Regions from separate parts of the Hordeum vulgare genome. Here region 1 is linked to region 2. Evidence: chromatin contacts called from public Hi-C data. All regions are on one chromosome and are shown on one strand. Each heading gives the region's core, a stretch centred on a gene start, on an enhancer-like site or on the middle of the called end of the contact. The rest is flanking DNA. Distances are from core to core; before and after follow the strand shown. Region 1 holds the start of LOC123443622 (sec-independent protein translocase protein TATC, chloroplastic). Region 2 has its middle 5.7 kb from the start of LOC123439844.

Region 1 (5,662 bases), core at 1,982-4,481, 170 kb after region 2:
GAATAAGCACTCTACAACTAAAAATCTGGGAACTAATCACATCCATCTTCCTCCAATGGCGGCTAAGCCAAGGTTTTGGAGACCTTGCTCTGATACCAATTGAGGGATCGATCCCTTAGTGTTGTTGCTCCCTCTTTTGTATAAGCTTCTTGATAGTATTTCTCCCCTATAAATAGGTTCACTGAATGGAAGCTTTGATGATATTTCTCCCTCTTTGGCACAATTACCAAACAGAAAGGTCGGAGGGTAAGGGCTCATTGAGAGAATAAAGAGGATTCTGGATACTCCTCTCGTTTGTAAGGGTTCCTGGAATTTGTCTTCCCCCCTTAGATATTCTGTAGTATTCATTGAATGTTCTCCTCCTTAGGTATGGATAAGAGGTCCTTGAATGGCCCCCCCTAAGTTAGGGATCCTAGAGGATTCTCACTCTTATATTGCATGGGAACACTGATATTTTTCTCCCCCTAGAGAAGTCATCTCCCCCTAAGACAATAGTCCGGAAGTAATTATCACAGCAACAAAGTCAGAAAAGTCGGAGTCAGCGAGTCATAATGAGTTGGTAGAACCGAGATTGATATTTAAGCCTCTTGGAGAAATCGGTTGGACCGGGTTTCCCAATTCGGTGAAACCGAGTTGCAATGATAGTCAACTCTTTAACAAAAAATAGGCTGATTGGAAGAATTGTTTCAAAAGGTCAAGATTCCAAAAGAATGATAATTCCAACCGAGACAGATATAGTATTGGCTTTCATATGGACTCAAAAGTGATTTCTCATAATATAGAATGGAGAGTCTTCTAGCTTGAAGCTTGAGACAATATTATTCCTTTCTAGCATCCAGGGGCATCTCCACATAAACCTTAAGCCATAGCTCTCCATGGAGCCTAATATATATATAGGTAAAAGCACTAGTCCAAGAGACAATGTATGTTTTCATGAATTATCAAAATCACCAAGGGAGCATATGTGCTTTCACCAAGCCGTTGGGGTGTAGCCCAAGCGAAAGAGCGAACGGACAAAAGCATACACAGCGGCTGAGGACAAGCTCCTTTGTGAGTGTTGGAGGGACATTGGGCAAGACCCCAAGGTCGGCGCCGAACAAAAGGCATCAACCTTTTGGATTCATGTCCATTGTGAGTTTCACGAACACAAGAAGTTTCCGTCATACCAAATGCAAAGCATGCACGGGTGGGTGTCCATTTCGAAGCGATGGAAGGTGATCCAAGAAGAATGCAATAAGTTTTGTTCCACTTACGAGAGCATCGAGACACGCACCGTGAGCGGCATCGGCATGCAAGACATGGTATGCATGCACGCACCCTTCTTTGTTTTCATGTTCATTCGCTAATATGCGTGTGTTTAAATCATTTGCAGGCATTCCAAGCTTTGGAGGCATTCCAAGCTTTGGAGGCATTCAAGCTCCAACACGAAGGCAAGTCCTTCAACCTTTATCATTGTTGGAGGATCATTAAAGATGAAGAGAAGTTCAAGCTCCAATATGCCGCCCTCATAGCGCATGAGGGAAGGAAGTCGTGAAGGAGGTTGGGGAGGGTGAGAAGCCACGACCGTGGGGAAAGACTAACTCCAGAGAAGGAGAACAAGCGGGATGCGGCATCGATCGCCTTGATCGCAACCATGGAGGGCATGATAGCAAGAAGGATTCAAGGGAGGAGCGGCGCCAACAAGACAAGGAAGAGCAAATGAACGCCTTCATGAAGATACAAAGGAGGAGGCTTGAGATGGAGGCGGAGAAGCAAGCCATGATGCTTGAGATGGAGGCGGATAAGCAAGCCAAGATGCTTGAGATCGAGGCCGCCAATGCCAAGACCAAGGCGAAAGAAGTGGCTCTCGCTAGCATGATGACGGGGGTAGAGATCATGAAGGTGGATCTCAACACCGTGTCGCCAAGGAAGAGACCGTGGTTCGAGAAGATGCATGCCGACATGCTCAAGATCGACACGAGTCATCTATGACGTCGAGCGCCATCCTTTTCTGTATGCTGGCAAGTACGCTGGCATGACCATGGTCGAACTCCCGTCCCTTTTTTTGTGCTGGCATGTGTGTCGGCCGTTGGCAAATGCGCCAACATGAACTGTTTTGTGAAGCTGGCCTGGTGCCGACATGAACTCTCGGCGATGGCATGATCGCTGGCTTGATCTACTTTTCAAATGTGTGCGCGGACATGAAATGGGTTGCGGGCTTTGGGCATACCGCCGAACCAAATCTTAAACGCGACGGACGTCGAGCGGGTGCCGACCTAAACGGATAAAAATCGGACACAAGCGTCGTCCATTTGGGTCGGCGCGTTGGAGTTGCTCTTATGTTGTTGTTTCTAAGGTTTTATTTTGGCCTTTTTAAACAAAAGATAATAAACATGAAAATTTACTAGTGCCAGCCGCACCCCCAACAAGCCCCGAGAGCACTTTTTAACCGCCGATGAATAAAAAACCTCCCACTCGCCCTCAACTTCTCAATTTTCATCGGATTTGACCAAAAAATGCGTCGGCATCCCCAAGGCAAACCCCAGGGAGATGGAGGGCACAGGGGGGGGGAGGGGGCTAATTTCGCCGTTTTACAGTGCTAGCCCACCTGCGAGCGCCACTCTCCTCCCTTTCCCTCCCTGGCCCACCCACATGCCCCCTCCATACACATCCATCCTATCTCTCTGTCCCTCCATGCACACACGGACACGGCCATGGCAGCCCACACCTAGCACGCTTGCGCCGCCGCCGCCGCCGCTCGGTGGGAAGGGCGTGGAAGACCTCGAGGCACTTGTCGAGGAAGCGTCACTGGGGCGGAGCTCGCGGTCGGGGCAGAGGGCACCAGGGCGGAGGGCCTCCGACCTGTCGTCCTTGCTTAAGGCGCTCGATCTCTCCGTCCACTCGGAGTGGGCGCTCGTCGTCGAGGCCGCCGCGCTCAAGATGCTCGTCTGTGTGCTCGACCACGAGGGCTGCCACGACGCTATCTCCGACCTGTCGATGAAATGACGCTGCCTTCATGAGCCCCAACACTGTTCTTAGAGACACAACGAGTGAAAAATGTACACTTTAGACTAAAATTTTCACCGGCAATCTCCTAAGCCGCGAAAAAAATAAAATGCCTCCTCGAATATCAAACGGCTGAAGATGCTCCTAGGGCATTGTACGGCCAATCTGTGAGGCGAAGTCTTCAAGCAGGTACGGCACACAACCTGATAAAAGTGTGGCCGGGGCGTGCTGGCGAGGACTTGTGTGGCCGGTAACAGCAGAAGCACATCCAGGCTTCTAAACAAATTCCTAAAAAAAAAGATTCTAAAAAAATGGCAGAAGCATATCCGAGGAGCCAGGGAGGAGAAGAAGAAGGTCTGGAAGCAACACCTACACGGAACTGGCTGTAGCAAGCAGAAAATTATCGGTTTATCACCTATCGAGCTCCCGCGAGAGACCATGGGAAGCGCAGGAGCGCTGCTCTCCCGCCCGCCACCGCAACTCGGCAGTATCCTCCTCCGTCGCCACCACATCTCCCTTCCCCATCTGTCCTCATGCACGCCCGAGCCCCTCCACTGCCGCCGCCGGCACCTTCGCTGTTCCGCCGTTGAGGGGAGCAGCGGCCAGGACACGAATTTGCCAGCGTCTCAAAGAGAAGAGTCTCCATCGAGCAGCCTCGGCGCCACCCTCCAAGATCCACTTGCAGGACGTGGTACGCCTCTAGCCTGTTCCCATGCTTTCTTGGTAGTATATTGTTGAGTTGAGATCTCGGAGGGATCTGGGCTATACTAGTTTAGTTGAACTCGCAAGTCAGGAGTATTAGTGGAACGATTGATTGGGCAATTGGAGGGTTTCAGAGGATCTGCACTTGAATGGCTACTAAATTTTCTGAGGAAGTTCTTTTTTCGAGAAAACGCAGTGAGATTCATGCGTTTCTTTGTATTGAAAAGTGAGATTCATGCGTTTCTTTGTATTGAAAAGGTAGAGTTTATGTTACAATCCTCCTAGGAGGGACAATACTGATGATGATTACACGTAGTTAGTGCACGTCCCAGGTCTGGGGGATGATGACGCGGAGGCCAGCCACTCCCGCCTTGGTCTAGAGGGACGCCTCGTCTTTGATCCTCGCAACCAGGTCGTTGGCCGAGGGTTGGGTGCCCTCGAACACGCAGCTGTTGCGGTGCTTCCAAATCATCCACGGGGTCAGCAGGGCCATGGAGGCGAAGCCTTTGCGCATGGGCGGAATACTCTGCTTGGCGCTATGCCACCAGGCAAGAAGGGAAGACTCGTGGCTGGGGTGTGTGCACGGCAAGCGAAGCCAGGTGATGACATCTTTCCGTACCTGCCTGGAGAAGGGGCAGTGGAGGTGCAAGTGGTCCATCGTCTCGGGGTCCTGGCAGCACAAGAGGCAAGGGTCGTGGTGCTGCAGCCCTCGTCGAGCCTAGCGATCTGAGTTCCAGCATCGGTCCTGGTCAGCAAGCCAATGGAAGAAGCGCACCCCGGGTGGTGCCCAACTCTTCCATATGAGCTTCGAGGAGGCGCTGGGGATGGATCCCTGGAAGGTAGCCTTGTAGTAAGACTTGGTAGTGTATGATCCATTCATGGTCCACTTCCAGGTGAGCTGGTCGGGCGTGTTGATCAGGATGGTGTGCTCGATGGTGTTCCAGAGGCGGATGTACTGACCAATCTCGTGGACGCCGAGAGTGCCCTCGATGTCGCTAGCCCAAGCATTGGCATTGAGCCCCTCCGCGACGGTCCGCACCTTCCTCTTGCGTGTGGGGATGCAGGCGTGGAGCTGCGGCGCTATCTCGCCGACGGATCGGCCGTCAATCCAGCGGTCATCCCAGAAAAGGGCCGAGAGGCCGTTTCCCAGGGTCATTGTGGTGCAGGTGAAGAACAGGGTGCGCTCATCCGCCGAGAACTGTAGGTCGAGCCCGCTCCACGCTCTGTCATGGTCGGTGCGGCTGAGCCATAGCCATCGCAGACAAAGTGCCAGCCCGGCGCGCTCGAGGTCTGGGATGCCAAGGCCTCCGAGCTCGATAGGACGGCAGGTCCGACGCCAGTTTACATGGCAGTTTCCCCCATTGGCAGCCTCGCGGCCAGCCCACAAGAAGCCGCGCTCAATCTTCTCAAGTTGCTTGATGGTTTTCTTGGGCGGCGCAAAGACGAGCAGTTGGTGAATGGGAACTGCGTAGAGGACTGATTTCACCGTCGCGAGGCGCCTAGCCTTGTTCATGAGCCAAGCCTTCCAAGACGGAAGTTGGCCCCGCACCTTGCACCTTGTCCACCAGGGGCTGCAGCTGCGCCGCCGTCGGTCGTCGGATCGTGAGTGGGATTCCCAGGTAGGTAACTGGGAGCTCGGCGATGGGACAACCGAGTAGTTGTATTGCAGCGGTTGCCGCGTCCTCGTCGCAGCGAATGAGGGTCGCCGTGCTCTTGGCGAAATTGACGTGGAGTCCGGAGGCGCGGCCGAAGAGGTGCAAGATTCCTTTGACAGTGGTGATCTCGGCCGGTGAAGGGTGGCAGAACAGCACGACGTCGTTTGCGTACAGCGAGATTGCTGGCACCGTGCGCCGCGGGTGGAGCTGCTGCATGATTCCCAGCGAGGTGGCCCGATTGACGCTGCGGGGACAACGGGTCGCCCTGCCGGAAGCCACGACGATGCCAAATGGGGGGGCCCGGGTCGCCATTGAGCAGC
Region 2 (5,790 bases), core at 2,076-4,575:
GACAATACCAGCTCATACATAGCCCGCAAGAGAACACTAAGGCGCTTATGGCTTAGTCTACTTCATTTAAATCTAGGTGGATAGGTCTTGCAGACGTCGGGTTTGCTGGAACCATGGCGTCACGGTTGCTCGGGGAAGGAGGTGGAACTACAAGGCTGGGGTAGCGGTGGTATCCATTTTGGGGTGTTGTGGCTACTGTTCCATTGGAGGAAATCCCCAAAATGCGGTGAAGCTCCTTAGGGAAGATAGGCGCATGATTCAGTTGAGCAGCTATGACAAACCTTGTGAGCTCAATTGGTCTCCCAAACAGCACTACAGGGTTGCTGGCGTCGGGCTCCACTTCTATTCTCCTTGGGTCAAGATGAGCTAGCTCTTCATGATCTGCAAGCAGGTCGAGGGTGACTTGGCCGTACGGTGCCTCTTGCGCCCTCAAGTAGCACACGAGGTGCAACAGGGCGGGGTCGGTCTCATGGTCTCCGTTGCGCGACTTGGAGCGGCCTACCATAATCTTCACAGCTAGGGTAGTAGTAGAACGAGCGACAGTTAATTCTTGGTGACACGTGCCGGAGTTGAACTATTGCCTCTCGAGCTGCTAGCTGGAAGGCTTCGGGCTCGTAGGAAGTTGTCCTTTCGGTGAACCGATGGGGACGCTCTTGGGTGATACTCCTGTCGTAGATGTGTATCGTTGCCCAGAAGTGATGGATGGCATCACTCGTGTGCTCTTGGTACACAACATATTTCGGAGGCTCTTCCCTGGCAAAGGCACGACGGGTTAGGTTGGCCAAGTGGCTACAAAACCTCCTTGATCCGCAACAGTGGTCTCATTGTGAAAAATGGGCCCTGGCATCTTGGGAGGTGGTGGTGGCTGTGATGTGTTGTGCTAGGCAATCATTCCCTTTATAGAAAGGAAAATAGAGTCTTCCCTTGCAAGATTGCAAAAAAAGGACAACTTGCTCGGCGGTCACAGGCGTGTGACCACAGAACTAGTCAGATAGGTTGGGCACCGATTGCCGAAAGGTATTTGCGAACACTATTCGGACTACTCGTTTCGGTAGGCTTGGCTGGGTGGTTACCTAGGGTTTACTGACCCGGCTAAGATAGGATTAGCCAATGGTCAGCCTGGCTCTGATACCAAGATGTCACGACCGGATTTTCAGGGATTCAAATTTCCCTTCAAAATGGCCCTTGTGCATACCAGCCCCAGAAATACTGTTAGCTGGTGCATAAATACTTGATACATTTGTCCAAGAAAAAATATGAACTTGAAGTACAAGACCGATGTGGTCCATTGAGTACATCAAAAAGGTTTCTAATGGTTGATGGCGGAAGCGATTCGGGGATATCCAGTGTCTCTAGGACTCCATTTCCCACAGGAACAGCTGGCCTGGATAATTCCTATCTCACACGAGTGTTGTCTTCGGTGCCTAGGTAACGGGGTTATCGTCGGTTTCCTCCTTTCCAAGCACGCAATCTGGCCAAGGCAATAGCCAGGGACAAGCCAGTGAGTACTTTGAATGTACTCAAAAACATCATAAAAACAAGCATAAATTGAGAGGGTTAATATACACGTGTAATAATACCACAATACTTTGTCAACCATGATGTACTACTCAAGTACTAGTAATGAAAATATAATCCTATTGAGAACTTAATAAGCAATCAATAAGTGTAAGATTAACGGATGTGACATAAAACATGCCTCCGTCGGTGTCTGAGCGACACCACAGACAGGGCTTGAATAAAATAATAACAAGCGTGCCACAGTCGGGCATGTGAGCGACACCACATAAAGGGCTATTATGAAATGATAAACATGCCGCAGTCGGGCGTCTAAGCAACACCACGTAAAGGGCTTATATGAGATGATAAACATGCTGTAGTCGGGCGTCTAAGCGACACCACATAAAGGGCTTATATGAAAAAAAAATGAATATCTAGGAGGTAGAACCGTCCTAGGAATATTCATCAATCATAATCATAGGGGTTAGTCCACAGTAAAATAATATTATTTATGATCATCCACCACATTTCCTGATTAGTCTCACGGTTTCTTAACTTCCTGTGAAGACCAACACTTGACTAGTCAACCAGTCGTCCTTGACCATGGACACGGCTACTCGAATAGTTTTGGGTCTGCAGAGGGTGTACTCTTTACCCATAGCCCACGGGTTTTCGATAGTCACTCGGACTAATCCCGCGTACGGTATTTTAGAAGTAAACACTCAAAACCATTACACACCCATTTTTCTCCCGTGAAGGCCGATATCACTCGGACTACGCTGCCAGAGAAAAACCATAAGACGGGGAGGCTCCAACCTCGACTAGCATGGGATCAAAATTATATCAAGCGCTACAAGGGAAGAGCTCTTCCCTCTCGGGCCCACACTGGAAACACCCATGCCCCTTGACTAGATTACTGGATTTAGTCTAGCGCCCCGGATACCTTCATCCCGGTCCCTCTACTTGGTGTGTACCTGGTAATAGGTTTACTAGCTACTGAACCATATTCCCTTTGAGGAAGACTTGTGGAAGCACGAATGGGTTAAGGTGACACACTCACAAGACTCGATCTATGGTCGACTCAGGAGGTTAAATTATTCCCTGAATGATTAGCACAACTAAAATGTTTTATCACCGCAGATAGATTCACTACGTGTCGTACCCCTTCATGCCTTGATGACCACTCTCGTCCCACGAGATGTCAGTCCCAAGGTCGTGTCTCCACAAGACACCGACTCTCATCGGATCCTATCCGGTAGACATATGTGGTAGGAAGATGTGACTGATGTCCCATGCATCTCAATCATGCAACAATTGTACTTTCAAATCATGAAACCACATGCATGATTATCACATAAAATAACACCACTTGTTTAACATAACCATACTGTTTTTATCATCAAGTAACCCACACACAACCAAGATATACGTAGGTTCAGAATGCTTGCCTTCCAAGTGTAGAGAGGTAGGCTGCACTCCAAAACTTTTGAATTTTTGCTCCTCTCTTCATAGCCTAGTTTGAAAATATTTTAATTAACACACAATTTAAAAACAGTACAGAAAGTTGTCTTTGAAATTTTTTCAAAGAAATACAAAAATAACTAGATGAAATTTGAAAGAGGTGAGAAAAGAATCAACTCATTTGGACTATTATTTTTGAAACTAGGGCCATTCAAAATCTGGTCAAAGTTCTGTTTTTAAAAACAAATTATCAAAAGAAGACGGTTCAGCTCATATACGCTTTTCGAAAATGAACACGCACTTACCTCAGTACGCTTACTCAGTGGGACGCCGCATCGGCTCAACTGCGCCACTGGGGCAACGGTTGGCTCACCGACAGGTGGGGGCCACCTATCGGGTTCATCTCCCTCCTTCGTGCACGCGTGAATAGAGAACAGGGCAAGTTTGGCGATGTTTTGCCGGCGCCACGTGACACCATCCTCAATGCCCGGCACATCCACGCGCTTAGGGGAACTACCCACACCGCATGGAGGGGAAATCCATGGTCGGAGAGCTTCATGTTGAGCAGGGAATTGGCAATGCCGGACTGAGCTTCGGTCATGGAGGGAGCTTTGCTCGCTGTGGCTCCCCGGCCAAACTGTGGGGGAAATGGGTTCACGGGGTCATGGGGTTCTAACAGAGAAGGAAAGGGGCAAGGAGGGGCTCTGGCTTGCTCGAATTTAGTCGAGAACGGCGAAGTCCAAAACTACCGGCGGTGGGGAAGGAGACGGCCTCGGGCGAAATTGGGGCAAGAGAAAGCTTGCTATGGCCGGGAGGAAGGGTTGCGATCACTAGAAGTGCTCGGGTGCGTCTACTTATTGGGCCTCGAGGTCGGTCTGAGGCAATGGCGATAAGATCGTCGGCCGACCGCCTCTGGAGATGCAGGGAGACGTGGCGACGCAGGGGAGGGTCAAGCGGGGTCCCGGCTGGCGGTCTGGCTAGCTGACTCGCTGGCTTTGGCGGCGGGGGGAGTTGGCGGGCAGGGGTGGCTCGGGCGGTGTTGTACTCGCCGGGGCAGCCGTAGCTGGCATCAGCGGCCATCACGGTTGCAGATGGTGCAGCAAGTGCCAGCAGTGTCAGTAATGAGGAGCTGCAGGCTGCCACTACGCGAGTGACACTGGAAACAAGGCAGGTGGGCGCGACATCTACTGCACTACACATGCAAAACGCGCGCTCTGGTCATGCTCTGGGTGTGCGTGGCAGGTGTTCGACTGAATGCCACTACGGGTTTGGTTTGAGGTGTAACTTAACAGGATGGCTAAGCTGGTTACTCAAGTTCTGATGGACATGCTCGTTTTGCATGGAAAGGATTTCCACAATGCATTTTAAGAAGTATGCCAGCTCAGGTCATGCACCTAGAGTGTTTGGTAAAATGCGAGGGGCCTCCACGTATTCTTGTTAGCCACCAAATTTTTCAGGTTGAGGTCTTCTTGGAAGATAACAAAGATGGCAAGGTTAATTTTGGCAAAACAAAAACTTCCTAGTGCAATTTTTGCAAAAGTGCATTCCTCGACACGAACAAAATGGTGTTATAACATGGTCTCAAACAATGCCATTGGGGCTGAAATTCTTGACTTAAGGGTTTTGTAGGGTCCTTTGTATGAAGTAAAATTTTAAAAGCTTTGGGCAAGAAATTAATAGGTTTGCAGTGCAAACTACAAATCTGGTCCAGAACAGAAAATAAGAAGTGGTGCTTAAGATTTTCAAAACACAAAGTGGGTTTTTTGCACAAAAGTGACTTATATAAACTCGTTGACAACTCCAAATTTTTGTAGAATTTTTGAAGAGTTCTCACTAGGGGTTGTAGTGCAAATACCAAATTGGATAAAAAAATGGAAAAGAATATAATGTGCTCACTTATTCCAAAACACTTGGCTAGATTATTTCATAAAATTGACTCAAAACATACTAGGTCATTTCCAAGTTTTTGTGAAATTCTTAAAAGAAATTATCAAATGGTTGCAGTTCAAATCAGGCCTTAGAAGTAAACTTTTGAATAAATGAACCCTAAGGAAAATATTTACAAAAATGTCTTCATTTGATTTGGAAATAATTGGAAATAAAATATTTGAGGCAACACTCAAGTCAATAAACTTTTTCAAAAAACTCCTATTTTAGGAAAGGAATCTTTTATAACTAAAGCAAGAAGGGACTTGAAAACAGCCAAAAAAACAAAATTTAATATTTCAAATATCCATGGCCAAATTTAATAAATAAAATCATGGCAAAAAATTTGGGGTGTTACAAGATGCCATGGTAGGTAGGTATGGTGGCTGTTTTGAAGAAGGTATAATGAGGCTTATGTGCAACAGAGCGTATCATGTCACGGGGTTTGGATGCACCGACGAAGGTTGCACCGATCATTGAGGTGAGAACGGGCAATGCATGGTACCGAAGAGGCAATAAATATGTGGAGGTGAGAGTGCGTATATACAAGGATTCACATTAGTCATAAAGAACTCACATACTTATTCCAAGATTTTATTAGCTCTCTCGAAGCAAAGCACTACTCGCATGCCCCTAGGGAGGAGGTTCGTAGGATTTAACCATCACGTGCGCCCGACTCAAACAACACTAGGATTTCAACTAGGAATACGTATGCTCACACATCATCACCATGCCATAAAAAATTGGATGAACAACAAGTTAACACCTCTAATTCACGATACCTATATTAACCAATGATCATGCACTCATGCTTTTTCACATTACAACATTAATATCATTAACCATGATTTCTCCTTTATGGGCTACATGTGGTTTTGATTATGCACTCGTTAAATACCTATT

What was found. Hi-C and Micro-C count contacts between places; a contact is called where the count stands out from the background.
Region 1: a Hi-C map of leaf shows a contact between it and region 2, with 2.9 times the contacts expected there. The contact joins the promoter of LOC123443622 here to the enhancer-like site in region 2. A contact is called at or near these places in 3 of 6 Hi-C or Micro-C datasets (leaf and seedling) and 1 of 1 datasets of contacts at active chromatin or transcription factors (embryo).

The regions. Positions count from the first base shown.
Region 1 is chr3H:253,294,124-253,299,785 of MorexV3_pseudomolecules_assembly, forward strand. It overlaps LOC123443622 (sec-independent protein translocase protein TATC, chloroplastic), which reads left to right and starts at 3,232. Exons shown (of 4, transcript XM_045120095.1): 1 at 3,232-3,676. The coding sequence starts at 3,424.
Region 2 is chr3H:253,121,591-253,127,380 of MorexV3_pseudomolecules_assembly, forward strand. No RefSeq gene overlaps it. Among protein-coding and RNA genes, the nearest start is that of LOC123439844, 5.7 kb to the left of the region's middle. Within about 2 kb of position 3,326, at least 3 of the 3 cell types and tissues checked have open chromatin away from gene starts, as enhancers often do. A contact at or near this core is called in leaf and seedling, where this site is marked.